2 separate regions of the Sus scrofa genome follow, and region 2 is linked to region 1. A link is a contact called in public HiChIP or PLAC-seq data. All regions are on one chromosome and are shown on one strand. The core of a region is the stretch at or near the end of the contact, and the rest is flanking DNA. Distances in the headings are between cores, read along the strand shown. Region 1 holds the start of ATP1B1 (ATPase, Na+/K+ transporting, beta 1 polypeptide). Region 2 overlaps LOC106510109 (a long non-coding RNA gene).

Evidence for each region. HiChIP or PLAC-seq counts read pairs in DNA pulled down with a chosen protein or histone mark.
Region 2: an H3K27ac HiChIP or PLAC-seq map of skeletal muscle shows a contact between it and region 1, with 4 times the contacts expected there. The contact joins the enhancer-like site here to the promoter of ATP1B1 in region 1. A contact is called at or near these places in 1 of 5 promoter capture datasets (fetal skeletal muscle), 4 of 47 Hi-C or Micro-C datasets (embryonic fibroblasts, fetal heart ventricle, fetal skeletal muscle and 1 more) and 1 of 2 datasets of contacts at active chromatin or transcription factors (skeletal muscle).

Annotation. Positions count from the first base shown.
Region 1 is chr4:81,935,445-81,938,905 of Sscrofa11.1, forward strand. ATP1B1 (ATPase, Na+/K+ transporting, beta 1 polypeptide) reads right to left here and starts at 1,571. Exons shown (of 6, transcript NM_001001542.1): 1 at 1,346-1,571. The coding sequence starts at 1,442.
Region 2 is chr4:82,545,670-82,549,130 of Sscrofa11.1, forward strand. All of the region lies in intron 4 of LOC106510109 (a long non-coding RNA gene), which reads right to left. Among named protein-coding and RNA genes, the nearest start is that of XCL1, 110 kb to the left of the region's middle. Within about 2 kb of position 1,747, at least 37 of the 83 cell types and tissues checked have an H3K27ac peak or open chromatin away from gene starts, as enhancers often do. A contact at or near this core is called in fetal skeletal muscle and skeletal muscle, where this site is marked.

The DNA of each region.
Region 1 (3,461 bases), core at 321-2,820:
AGATTTCCCAAAATAAAATAAAATACAAGCTAAAAGCCATCACTTTAAAGACCTACATTTAACATGGCTCAGGGATATCTATTCTTCCCAACATAGGTATGGGATGAGGTTTCACCTTGACTAACCTTGAAGTGTGATGCATTATTAACCCTTCACTTTTTAATCAAGAGACACACTACAGGGTGCATTTTTTTTTCCTCTACAGAAAATCATATATTCTAGCTTCTTCCATTTCAAAATGTCAGCCAAGCAATATTTCCCTGACTCATTCTCCTGCCCATGCTCACAGATCCTCCCAATCAGGAACACCACATCAGCACCTACCCAGGGCTCCCTTAGTGGCTGCAGTGGTGGTGCTAGTGGTGCAGATGATGATGATGGTGATGATGATATTAGAGAAGGGGGGGCAGTGATGCAGGAGGGGGGAGTTCCCTCCCTCTCTCTCTCTCTTCCGCAGTCACGACTCTTACAGATTTGCCTACAACTGCCCTTCAAAATGACCTTTTAAAAAAAGTCACCCTTCCTGTGTAGAGAGGTGGAAGACAAGTAAGCAATATAATTTTCAATGGGGAGGGGGTCTATTTAGCCAAGCAACAGGCTGCCCCAAATCGTATCAGATGACCTGCCTCTGCCTTTGTGCCATTTATTTCACACTAACCCTTCATCGTACCCGGTTCTGCATCTGGCTCTGTAGACACTGACAACAACCCGATTTTGCCATGTTTTGGGGCCAAGGCTCAGAAACGGAGTCCTGACATGGAGCTTCCTGGGTCATTCCTGGGCTGTGATGACTCCACGGCAGTTCACTGGAGGAAACTCTGGGCATCGCTACGAAATACTGCAGTGTGTATGGATTCTGCCATCACTACCGCTCCCCGCACCCCCACCCCACCCCCGCCCGCCGCCGGCCTTTGGAGGTACATATTTAGACTAGAAAAAAAAGGTGCTTTAACACACAACCTCGCCTGCATTCGGTCCGATTACCCTCAGGCTGTTCTTTCAGAGCCTCAAATCTTATTTTTTAGGACCTGACTACAAGAAGAGACATATCTAGTCTCCCACAGCCCGACCATGCCCAGGACCGAAGGGCTCAAGCGATGTCATATAAACTGCAAGTTCCCAAGACCGCTACAATATACGTAACCCTCTGCTTGCCCGCGCCTATCCAGGGATTCTGAATTCCATACAGGACAGCAAGCCCAGGCCCGCGCGATCGTAGCAGTGCTCACCACCCGACCCTCCGCCCTTGCCAGCGCGGAGCGCGCGGTGCGGTCCGCAGAGCCTGCCCGGGGGATGAGCCGAAAGGCAAGGCGCTGGGGGCGAGAGCTGCGAAACCCATACTTACACCAACTGCCACCGGTCCTGCCCAAAAACTCCTTCTTTTCGGAGTTCCAGATGAATTTCTTCCAGCTGCCCTCCTCCTTGGCTTTTCCGCGGGCCATGGTGGCGGGTCAGCAGCTGCTGCGGGGATTGAAGATGGGTGATTGCCGCGTGCGCTCTTGCGTCCTCTCCTGCCGATCAGTGTCCCCTGCCTGGCTCTCCGCAGGCTGCACCCGCCGCTGCCGCTGCGGCTTTCAGAGTGCCAGACGCGCGGTGGAGGAGCAGAGTCAGGAGCGGGAGGAGGGGGAGGCGGCGGCGGCGGGGGCGGAGGGAGGAGGGAGGGACCGCGCAGGCTGGGCGTCTCCGAGCCCCGCACCTATTGGTGGGCGCACGACCGCTCACTGGCCCTCTTTGGTCCGCCACGCGCTCCCCTTGCCCTTGGGGATTCGGGGGCTCCACAAACCCGCAGCTGCCACTCCAGCTGCCACCGAGGACGCGTGCTCGGCCCCCGCCTCCTGTGACCTCTGCAGAGACAGGCAGGGGACAAGGAAAAGTCAAAGGGAAGGACGAACAAATGGACTGCGGGCCCAGGCTACAGCCACCCGCCACGAGCCGAGAAATTGGCTGAGGGCGCACGCCCTACCTTTACTATATACCGCGCCGTGGCGACGGGGCGCCCCGCCCACTAGCGACCCGGCGGGCCAATAGCCGGCGTGGAGGGGGCGGGGCCTGGGGCCCGAGGGGGCGGGCGCGGGGTTGGCACAAAGGAGCTGCGGTAGCGGCGTGAGGGGCGGTCTAGGGAGCCAGGGAGCGGGGGCGCGGGGAGGGGCGGAGAGAACTGTGAGTGGCGAGGCCGCAGCACCTAACAGCCCCCTCCTCGCGTTGGGCTGTGCACGAACCCGCCTTTTCCGTAGTGAGGTGACCCGCACCTGCCTTGCCTGGCGCCCCGCAGACCCTTCGGGACCCCAGCCCGGCTGTCCCGATCCAGTCAGTCCCTCTCGTGCACTCTCAGCCTCTCTTCTCCGCACTTCCACTTCTCCTAGGCCCTAGCTGGGTGGGGGTAGGTCACTCCGGGACGCCTGAGAATCAGGGACTCTGCCCAGCTCCGCCCCGCCTCTCTGCTGCTGCACCTGCCACCCCCTCCGGTCTCCCCGCCACTGCGGTTGCAGTTCCGGCCCGTCCCTCTCCTTCCAGGCCAGCCCAGCCAGCAGCCCTGGCTCCTGACTGCCGGGCTATGCTCCTTGTGGGCGGCCTGAACCACCTCAAGCAGGATAATTGCCAAACCCACCCAGGGCGGCAAGCCGGATCCGGGGTTTGAAAGGGGTAGGAGGTGTTGGAGGCCGACCAGCCGGCCCCCAGTGGGTCGCTCCTTCAGAAACCAGTCGCATTGCCTGGCGGCTCACACCAGTCTAGACCCCGGCGGCGACAATGTTTGCACGTGACCTAGCCACCAATGACTCCCCTTGGCGTCGAATCCCAGGCTGGTGTTCTCAGGGACGGGTTTTCACGCCCCTTGGGTGGGTACCGACCACTTTGTTCTTCTCTAAAAGACCTGGGGCCAAAAAGGATCTGGAAAGCCTAGTATAAATCGCGAGAAGGTGCAGGCAATCCTTGGCATCCTTTATCCCTCCCCCTTCTTTATCCCCTGTGCATCAACAGCCAAACTCCTTGGTTTCATCTCCCTCCGCCAAACCCCTGAGCAGCTTCACACATCCCTCTTGAGGCAGTGACACAGCAGAAATCAGCAGGGGCGCCTCTGCAGTCAATGTACAGAAGCTACATCCCCAGGGAGCTATGTAGCCCATCCCAGAAAAGATTTCCCCTCCCTGTATCCAGACAGACAACGCAAGGGAGGCTTGTCAGGGTTTCCTTTCTGTCACCCAGGTCAAACTCGCAGGTCTATGGACAAGCTTGAATTGCTGTAGCATGAGCTCTTCCTCATCAGTCCTTCCAAAGGCCCACCTGCGAGACTTGGGCAAACCTGAAAATTCCTGAAATGCAGAAGCAGCCACCCATCCACCCCAGCCCCAGAGGGCCTGCTACAAGTAGGGTTCGGTCAAGGGCAGCCTTGAGAACTGCATGTTCAGAGAGGAAGCCACCCCCGCCTTGCTCCTGCAGTGTTTATGTTGGAAAAGCCCCAA
Region 2 (3,461 bases), core at 497-2,996, 610 kb after region 1:
AATGAATCCCCTTTATCTTGGGATGGGTTTACATGGTTCTCAGTCATCTCTGGCTATTCTTGACTCAGCTCAGAAGAATTCTGATGCATTTCTCCTCCCCTATACTCATCCCACCCCACCCCTTTAATTAATTATTTAATTACTTAATTATTCTATCCCCATGGGACAGGGCCAAACTATTTCTTTCAAGTATGAGGAGATATGCTTCTTTCTACTTGGTTGTAGTTCATACTGCTGTCACCATAGTCACAGGAACCCTATTCAGGCCATTAGGCTTCCTGGGCTCGTTTGTTACTTTTGTAGCACTCCACCAAGGGAATTTTGCCCAAGACAGACATTTTCACCTCATTTCATTTCTCTCATCTTCTTCATGATTTTTAAGTTCCTAAAACCCTATTCTATCTCAGTCAGACATAAAAATCTGAGAATTCCCTCAGGGCCCAGCAGGTGATAAGGATCCATCATTGTCATTGCTGCGGCTCGGGTCACTGCTGTGCTTCAGGTTTGATATCTGGCCCAAGAGCTTCTCTATGCTGCAGGCATGGAAACGGAGGGACTCAAGTGGTTCTGATCAGCCCCACACCACATGTACGGCCAACACCTCTACAAGAAAATAAAAGAGCTTTTGAGTATTTGTCAATATCACCTGACAAAATAGCCCTCAGACTCCTCCTTAATGCAACTGTGATCCACTAAGGACTGAACGGGACAGTGGTGGTCCCTCTTCCTCTCTTAAATTTCCTCTGTTTCCCCTCCTATTTTGCTAATAGCTCATAAATTGATTAATTGGTCATATAAATCCAACTAGACTAAATTCCCAAAGGGCAAAAATATGCTTAATCATCTTTCTGTGTTTTCCCCAACAGCTAGGGCCATCCTAAGCACATCATGGCCTGAGAGCCACAGGTCACCTGATGCTCCTCCTGTTACATTACTGACCGCTCCCACTTCCTGACCTGCCCATTTCTCATCAGGACATCTGGACCTCAGCCTTCCCAAAAAAAGTTCCTCCACAGGTTCCATATTTGCTTAAATGTAAGCATATCTGTACCCTTCATATGACCTACCACTGTAGATTGATAGGGATTTATTTTGGACTCATCATAAATGCTTATATTATAAATATGATTTATCACGCAATGACATATCAATCCTATATTATTCTCTGGTAGTCATTTACCCTTTTATTGGTTCTGTGTCCCAAATAACATGGTAGTAAGAGCTCTGACTCTGAACTGACGTGGGTTAAAATCCTGGCTCCCCAACTTACAGTAGAATAGGTAAAATAATACAGCTATTTTACAGGATTGCCATGAGATTGCATAAGCTAGTGCACCTAGAATACAGTGCTGGCACAGAGGAAATCTCTCCTAGTGTCAGCTATACAACAATCCCCAAGTGGGCAAGGACCATCTTTCACTTCTTCATTACCTAAGCACTCAACAGGGGTTACAGGGGTTGGGCACACAACAAATATTTGAAACATACATGTTGACTGATTGGATAACTGCCCCAAAGTGACCACATCCTTCCAAGGCTGATAGAAAACAGTTCTGCCTAAGAATTCTGATGGAAATGCTTTGTTACAGCTGCTGTTTAGAATCAGATTTTGGAACATCATCTGCTACTCCCCTCTGCTGTCTCCAGAGTTACATCACATTTTCCTTTAAAATAAGAACGAATTCCCCGGAGCTGTTCCAGTTGCTAAAGGCAACATGGCTGCAGCAATGAGTCAGCAGCTCACCCCGCAGCCGGCTGCTCAAGCTTGGCCTCGGCGGCTGTGCTCAGCATGTCCTGCAGTGGCCACGGCCAAGCCCCCACAAACTCGGCAGCATCCCACCCAGGGCCCTGTCGCTGTCTGGGGTGCCTGCCTCATGACAGCTTGAAACATTCACAGCCTGATACTGCTGAGTGTGCACAAGAGTTGCTTCATTTCAGCTGCCTGGTCTCCAAAGCTTAGAATTAAGGAATCAGAGCACGTTCCTGCCAAACAAAATTTTCAACAGGGCAGCCTGGTGACCATCTGGATACCAGGAGCAAAGCAAACAGAAAGCTTGCATCCCTCAGTCTGAAAAATTTACTTTTCACTACTGACACTGCCTGGCCAAACCTTAAGCAGGGAAAGGGAGCACTTTGAGCTGGGCACCTCTGAAAACCCCTTAGGGCCTGCATTTGCTTGTCTGACCTGAACACAGAATCTATTTCCTTTTGGCAAGTCAGTGAGATACTTGAGAGCAAAGACTGTGTAGGACTTCAATGCACCTCCAATGCATAATCTGTGTTCAATAGGTAATTAATATTTATAGAGTTCCCTAGTGGCTCAGTGAGTTAAGGATCAGCATTTTTCACTGCTGAGGCTTTGATTACTGCTGTGATGAGGGTGTGTTCCCTGGCCCAGGAACTTCCACATGCTGTGGATAGAACCAAAACCAAAAATGTGATGACTGATGATGGCTGATGAACTGCCAAGCCTATTAAGGAGGGGTGTAATATTGCAGTCCCCACCCGCACCCCTCTTGTTCTCTGCCACGTCTCCCCTCTTCTCACCTCTGCCAAATATTTCCAATGCCCCACTAGCAAAGAATAGCTCACCCTCTCTCCTCATGGGAACTTGGTTTATTGAAGTTGTCCCCTAGAAGCCAGAAGATATGAGTTTTGTTAGTTATGCTTCTGAAGGAAGGACCTTGGTTCCCAGAAGGGTGAAGGAGGCATGGCTTTTTCCACTGGTTGTGGTCATTATAAGCTTTCGTGATTAAAATGGAAAGCAAAGTGAGGGGGTGTTCTCAGTCCCCAAGAATGCATATGTCTATCCTGCCTTGACTGAAAGAAAGCCTGCCTCTCTCTCTCACACACACACATATACATTCTCTTAAACCTTAGCAATTAACTATTACTGCTAATCAAAGTGAGACTGAGGAGCAAAGATCAAAACCTTCCCAAAGTCACACAGCCAGTTAGCATCCTTACCAGGTTCCTGAATTCCAATCCAGTGATCTTTTCATATTATTATGAGATTATTTTGTTTTATTTTCTGGTTTATTTGCTTGCTTTTTTCTGTTTAATACGTCATCAAAGGAGACCCAAGTTCAGGTTTTTCTTCTCTGAAAAACTAGCATTTCCTGGGTGGAGCCCGGTTCCTCCAGGTAAGGGATTTTCCCAGAGCCCGGTTCCTCCAGGTAAGGGATTTTCCCAGAGTCCTGCCTCCCTTAGATTACAGCTAAGTGTTTCATCTTGGGGTGGGAGAGGGTGGATTCACTGAGTTTTTAAATGTTCCTTGTCTCACCCAACATGACAGGACAATTCGGACCCCTCACCTGCCCACATGATAAGTGATAAGAATTCTTATCACACCCAGAAATGGCATGACGCCTTCCTGTCACTATCTAAATGCTCAGATATTTGTGGCACTGAAGTTCCACCAGAAAATAAATGCAGCAGCTAGTACTAAGGTCAAGAAAGAG